2 separate regions of the Mus musculus genome follow, and region 2 is linked to region 1. The links are chromatin contacts, called in public Hi-C maps. All regions are on one chromosome and are shown on one strand. The core of a region is the stretch at or near the end of the contact, and the rest is flanking DNA. Distances in the headings are between cores, read along the strand shown. Region 1 has its middle 93 kb from the start of Slc25a24. Region 2 overlaps Vav3 (vav 3 oncogene).

What was found. A called contact is a pair of places that touch in the nucleus more often than the background predicts.
Region 2: a Hi-C map of bone marrow-derived macrophages shows a contact between it and region 1, with 32 read pairs. The contact joins two enhancer-like sites. A contact is called at or near these places in 1 of 15 datasets of contacts at CTCF or cohesin (the NIH/3T3 cell line), 2 of 484 Hi-C or Micro-C datasets (bone marrow-derived macrophages and embryonic stem cells) and 1 of 9 other capture datasets (embryonic stem cells).

Annotation. Positions count from the first base shown.
Region 1 is chr3:109,214,907-109,218,250 of GRCm38.p6, reverse strand. No RefSeq gene overlaps it. Among named protein-coding and RNA genes, the nearest start is that of Slc25a24, 93 kb to the right of the region's middle. Within about 2 kb of position 1,715, at least 9 of the 459 cell types and tissues checked have an H3K27ac peak or open chromatin away from gene starts, as enhancers often do. A contact at or near this core is called in bone marrow-derived macrophages, where this site is marked.
Region 2 is chr3:109,437,624-109,441,056 of GRCm38.p6, reverse strand. All of the region lies in intron 2 of Vav3 (vav 3 oncogene), which reads right to left. Among named protein-coding and RNA genes, the nearest start is that of Vav3, 99 kb to the right of the region's middle. Within about 2 kb of position 1,581, at least 18 of the 459 cell types and tissues checked have an H3K27ac peak or open chromatin away from gene starts, as enhancers often do. A contact at or near this core is called in bone marrow-derived macrophages, where this site is marked.

The DNA.
Region 1 (3,344 bases), core at 466-2,965:
TTTTATTACGTATTTTCTTTAATTACATTTCCAATGCTACCCCAAAAGTCCCCCCCACACACTCCCCTACCCACCCATTCCCATTTTCTGGCCCTGGCATTCCCCTGTACTGGGGCATATAATGTTTGCCTGACCAATGGGCCTCTCTTTCCAGTGATGGCCAACTAGGCCATCTTTTGATACATATGCAGCTGGAGTCAAGAGCTCCAGGGTACTGGTTAGTTCATATTGTTGTTCCTCCAATAGGGTTGCAGATCTCTTTAGCTCCTTGGATACTTTCTCTAGCTCCTCCATTGGGGGCCCTGTGATCCATCCAATAGTTGACTGTGAGCATCCACTTCTGTGTTTGCTAGGCCCCGGCCTAGTCTCACAAGGGACAGCTATATCACCGTACTTGCAACAAAGGCTTGCTAGTGTATGCAATGGTGTCATCGCTTGGAGGCTAATTATGGGATGGATCCCTGGATATGGCAGTCTCTAGATGGACCATCCTTTTGTCTCAGCTCCAAACTTTGTCTCTGTAACTCCTTCCATGGGTGATTGTTTCCAATTCTAAGAATGAGCAAAGTGTCCACACTTTGGTCTTCGTTCTTCTTCAGTTTCATATGTTTTACATATTGTACCTTATATCTCGCTATACTAAGTTTCTGGGTTAATATCCACTTATCAGTGAATACATTTCATTTGAGACAGTTACAAAGTGTGATGGTTTGTATATCCTTGGACCAGGGAGTGGCACCATCTGAAGGTATGGCCTTGTTGGAATAGGTGTGACATGGTTGGAATGGGTGTGTCACTGTAGGTGTGGGTATAAGATCCTCACTCTAGTTGCCTGGAAGTCAGTCTTCCACTAGCAGCCTTTGGATGAAGACATAGAACTCTCAGCTCCTCCTGCGCCATGCCTGCCTGGACTGCCATGCTCCCACCTTGATGATAATGGACTGAACCTCTGAACCTGTAAGCCAGCCCCAATTAAATGTTTTTCTGTTTGTTTGTTTGTTTGTTTGTTTGTTTATAAGACTTGCCTTGGTCATGGTGTCTGTTCACAGTCATAAAACTCTAACTAAAACACAAAGTATTAGTGAAATAATTTTATGCTTGGGAGTCACTGTGGTGAACAACATGAACAACATGAGGTGCTGTATTAAATGGTCATTGAATTGAGAAGATTAAGACCCACTGCTCTAGATCTTGTAGCCTTCTTAAGCATTATTCTGCCTTATGAGGTCCCTGATGCCAAGAGCAGGTGCCATTAATACCCACCAAAATAGCATCCATCCCTCTTGTCAGCATCAGCAAAGCAATCCCCCATGCCAACAACTCTATGCTCATTTGTACTTTATTCACTTGACTGCATATTAGGGGTCCCTGAGGAACTTTGACAACCATGAGTGCTCATGTGCTATCCACAGAGGCTCAGATAGAGTCAGACTGGCTAGGACTAGCATGGCACTTTAAGAAAGCAAACAACAAAAATCCTCACGTGCCATCGAGACTGAAAACACTGAGCAAATACAGTATGCCTATCCATTAAACACATTTTCTCTCTCAAGCCACTATGGTTTAAATGTAAACTAGTCCCCACAAGCTGTTGTGTTTAAACACTGGTGGTGATGCTGTTCAGAGAACTAATGGAATCTTCAGAGATGGATCCTCAATAAAGGAAGTAGGTCACTGGAAGATTGTGAAATTTATAGCCAGCCCACTTCCTGACAGCCTGTGCTTCCAGGAAATGCCAAAATTATACAAACAGTTTCTACCAACTGGCAGCCACTGTGACTCCCCCTCCATGAAATTGTGAGCTAAAATAAATCTTTCTTCCCCTAAGCTACTTCTTGTCTGGAATTTGGTTACAGCAAAGAGACAAGCAAGCACCTGGGAATTCTGGGTCAGTAAATGTCTCCTCTAGTCGTGGCCCACCAATACTCTGGGTTGTTAACATAGGCATCTGCTATTCAATGTTGAATGAATGAGTGATCTCAGATTCCCTTAAGATGTTCAACTTCGGAAAAAGACAGATCTCTCCTTTTCATCCTTCACAATGAGCACTGGATTTATCTTCATGTTCATTGCTACCTGACAGACATGAAATGCCTCCTCAGACTGTTTCTGCCTACTGGCTTCCACTTAGCTTAGCGGGTAACTGGTTCCCTCAGCCAGTCAAGCCACTTGCAAGTCCACATTCAACCTTTATTACCACTCAGGATGTCTTTCTTTAGATCCCCTCCCCACAATCCCTTTTCACCCATCTTCTGCAGCTTGTACTCTCCCCACTCACTTCCTTCCATCTCTTTCTTTCACAGCTGCACCTTTAGACACACTTTCATTCCCAAGCATCATTTTGTCATCTCCTGTCTACTCCTCAACCCACAGCATTCTACTTCCTCACCAATGTGTCACTGGCTTTACCTTACCTGGGGATATCTCTAACCTTTGACTATTGTCATACTTCCTAGTGTAACTTTCTTGAAGTCATTTCCTCTCTCAGCCACACCCCCACAGTTGGCCTCTCATGCCACTAGCCACTGTTTTTCAGTGTCCCCTGCAGACTCCTCCCCTGCCACCAGACTTAAATTGTGTCAGGCTCTAAGGCTCCAGTCTGTTCCCTTGGTTGCATTTAAACTGTTGTAATCCCGCTTATTGCTTCAAGTATTGTTTTTAAGCAGATAATTTCCAAAACTACGTCTTCATCCCAGATCTTTATCCTGAGGTATCAGGTGAATTTAATATGTCATAGTCCTCTCAAATCAAATACATTCAAGATATAACCAGTTGTCTTCTGCATAGTTATCTGACTCGGGGTCCAACCTGTGACTTTAAGAACTCCTGATAGGCTAGGAAAGTGATTCAGGGAACAACATGCTTACCCTGCAAGCGAGAACCAGAGTTCTGATCTGCAGAACCTACAGAAAAGCTGGGAAGTCAGAGTAGTCTTCTGTAATCCCAGGACTGAAGAGCCTAAAGCAAGGTGTCTCCAGGGCAAGCTGGCTAGCTAGACTGCAAAAATTGGTGAGCCTTGCATTCAGCAACATGCCCTGCCTCATTGAACAAAGTAGAGAGAGATCAAGGAAGACCATCCAGGATCAACTTCATGGCTGCACATGCACTCCATGCAAACACACATGTTGTAGATGGGCCTGGTGCTGTTCTTGTGAACCAATCACTTAATGAATAAAGAAGCCAATCACTGGGTGAGTAGGCAGGACATCTGGGTTGGACTGGAAACAAGAGGAAGAGGAGAAAGTTAGGTTCATTTTTGGAATGGGGACAGCAGTAAGATGTAGCTGCTAGAGTTTCCTGGTATCATGGCGAATCTGCAAGGATTCACCACTGGGGGAATCAGA
Region 2 (3,433 bases), core at 332-2,831, 220 kb before region 1:
AGCCTGAACTATACTAACAATGGTAGCATTTTCTACCTCCCTGTCCCCTAATATATGCATTCTATAGTGACCATCTTGGCTCAGACAGATTACAAATGGGCACTGGAAATGATTTGGTACATGGCTGATAAGGTGCCTACTAACTCCTAAGTAGCAATTATTATCCATATTCTCTCTTCACAGAAAAACAGGCCAAGGGTAGCAAGGAAAAACCTATATCCAGAATCACCTACCACAGTTCTGATAAAATCATCTGTGTACACACACACACACACACACACACACACACACACACACACACTCACATAGATGCACACATGCATGCATGCACACAGGCACTCACACGTCCATGGGCACTACTCTAGACTGTAATACATCAATTCTATCCTAACAGTTTCTGACTTCACCATGAACTGACAAGTCCTTTCTTTGCTCCTCACACACTGTCTTGATTTGTCAGGGTGGCTCATGCTGAAAGGGCATTCTAACTAGCACTGAGGTGAGCTAGACAAGGCTCTGTAATCAACAATGGATCCCTACAAAGATGCAGGTGCTTTGGGTGGAAAACAAGTGACTCAACAGCCTCCCCTCATCAAGACTCCACACATCTGCAGAGGCTGCCCAGCACTGTTGCCTGAAGTTGTCGGGTACACGCTTCATCCTGGAACACGCCTCCTGTATTGATCCCCAGCAGGCAAGGACATCTGTACATTTCTATCCCCGCCATCACCGCTACACTCCTGTAGATGCAAATATGTCTTTAAGAGATGAGTGGATATAGAAAACATGCACGTGGGCATCACAGCCAAAGGACTCAAAGCTTAGAGCTCTGCATGGTTGCTGCTGGCAAGAGACCAGCTACTGAGAGCCATTTGCCTGGAGTTCACCAATTATCCTTGTGAATTGGTCACCCATCATATGCAATAACGTATTAGACTCACCAAATGTCCTGTGTAACTTGGATAAGCTGCAGCTTAGCTGTAAATCAGTGTGATGGGGTCAAAGATCTCTCAGCACAGCTGAGATGGAATACGGTCAGTGCAGCAGGAGGGAGGCTCACAGTAAGAATGTGAAGGCTTGCTACAGCCTTGCAAATACTGACAAATATTCCTTCACCCACTCTGATCATAGAAAAAGCAAGTCACTTGAAAAGAAATAAGACCAATATTTCTAAGTACACTACAGGGACCCAAGCTCCTGCCGAATACTAAATAAGAAAGTAAAAATAAAAACATCAGTCTACAGAAAAGTTTAAAATGGGAACTTTTACTTAAAATCTGCTAAAGGAAAATATCTATTGGGTTGCTGAATATATTTACAGTAAGTGAATGCAAATGCCCTTGGTGTCCCCCATCAATTTTAAGCTGCTGTCAGGTGCACCTGTTCCTGCCCCACTGTTTCCCCTTCCCTAAGCCCTGCTCCTCTCCAGTCATCTAGGAGTGACCCTTCCCTCTTCTGACTCCATTTCTCTGATCACAATCGATTCCTAATCACCCAGAAGCTCTCTAGCCATGCATGACTCGTGTCTTCGCTCTCAAAGCTCTGCACTGTTTTTCTACCACAGTTCCTCATCTTCATACCGGTTCTTCCTGCTGCTGGTGTGACCACAGCTTCCCACAGCCTCCTCTCACTGACACAGTGCTTGACTCCAGCATGGAGATCACGAATTACAGCTCACACCTGCTAAAAGCGCTCATCAAACCCCACGGTGCACACCCAAAAGGCCCTGAGTCTTACCCATTTGCTCAATTTCTGCTGGACCTCAAGACCTAGCTCATTTAGCTATATCTTATGCTTGATCGGCAAGGATAATCTGTGATACTACAACATTTTAAGGGGATGGATCCCTTTTCTGTTCCTTTCTGTAGGACATTCCCTCTAATCAGAGGTAGCCTTTCACTTTTGCTTGGAAATAAGGCAGTACATGATTAACATCTCTGAGATCAGATATACAGTGTCTCAGCTTCTTGTTCCAATGCCCCCTAGCTATGAGTTTTATATTTCTGACCATCATACTCCTCAGTCATAAAGTGGGGATAATGCTAACATAATAAGGCTGTTGTGGGGAAAGAAAATGACTACAAAGGACATAAAATAAGGTTATTCCTTTTGGTCAGTACCAGCATCCTTCCTGCCCTTTATAGACTCAGTAAAAGGGTACCACTCAAGGACTATTCCTTCATCATATGGGAGATGGGGCAGCAGATCCCCTACCCCTGTGTTCCTACTCAGAGAACCTTTTCTGTTGCTTAGCGTAGCACTGAGCATGCTATACCATATTCATTTGTTTCAATACTTATATCCTGTGTGATGCAATGCATTTCTTGAAAAGAAACCAAAAAGCAGCTCTGTCCTAAAGGCCTCTTCAAGAGAGCATACACTACACAAGAACAACCAAGAGCCACAGTGAAACTCAAGTCATCAAAGAACAAGAAATACAATGTCCAGCTATTGGTTTTTTGATGAGTACACGTAAGTTAGGAATCACAAGTTATGTGTATGCATGTATTTATAAACATGTAGTTCAGTATACTGCTGTTACACGAGACATATACCAACAAACAGATTTCTGAGTACACAGTATCTTAGTTAGGGCTTCTATTGCTGAGACAAAACACCATGAACAAAATGCAAGTTGGGAAAAAAGGTCCATTTGGCTTACATTTCCACATTGCTGTTCTTCACCAAAGGAAGTCAGGACAGGAACTCAAACAGGGCAGGAACCTGAAGGCAAGAGCTGATGCAGAGGCCATGGAGGGGTGCTGTTTCCTGCCTTGCTTCCCCTGGCTTCCTCAGCCTGCTTTCTTATGGAACTCAGGACCACCTGCTCAGGGAAGGCACCTCCCACAATGAGCAGAGACTGTCCCCATTAATCATCAATTTTTTTAAAAAACTGCCTTGCAGCTAGATTTCATGGAGGCATTTCCTTAACTAAGACTCCATTCTCTCTGATGACTCTTAACTTGTGTCAAGTTGACACACAAAACCATGGATATTTGAAATTCAATAGAATATTTTTTAAAAATCTATCCAAAAGATTTGCTATTTATTCAATGGAAGAACTTAAAAGTAAAAGTCACACTTAAACCCTCAAACCACATTTCCAGTTCTGCAAAGGACATTCTCAGTGGGTGGGCTAACAGGAGGTACAGTATCAAAGAGACATCCTACATTTGTTCCTTCCCTCTTTGGAATACCTTTCTCTCTCCCAAGTATGGGCACAGGAGATGTCTTTATGCCTTCTGGGAGCTTAAAGTTCTAAGACTGCCACAACCCCTGAAGGTGAAGCAGCCCCAGGTGAAACAGAAAAGTTGAAGCATGGGCACTCTGGAAGAGAATTACATAACCAACAAGCCACCAAAGCAAAGCAGTCCATGCAGAATGCCAATATGCCCTTGCCAAGAAGTGGCTGCTTGCCCATCCGAAGATAGTT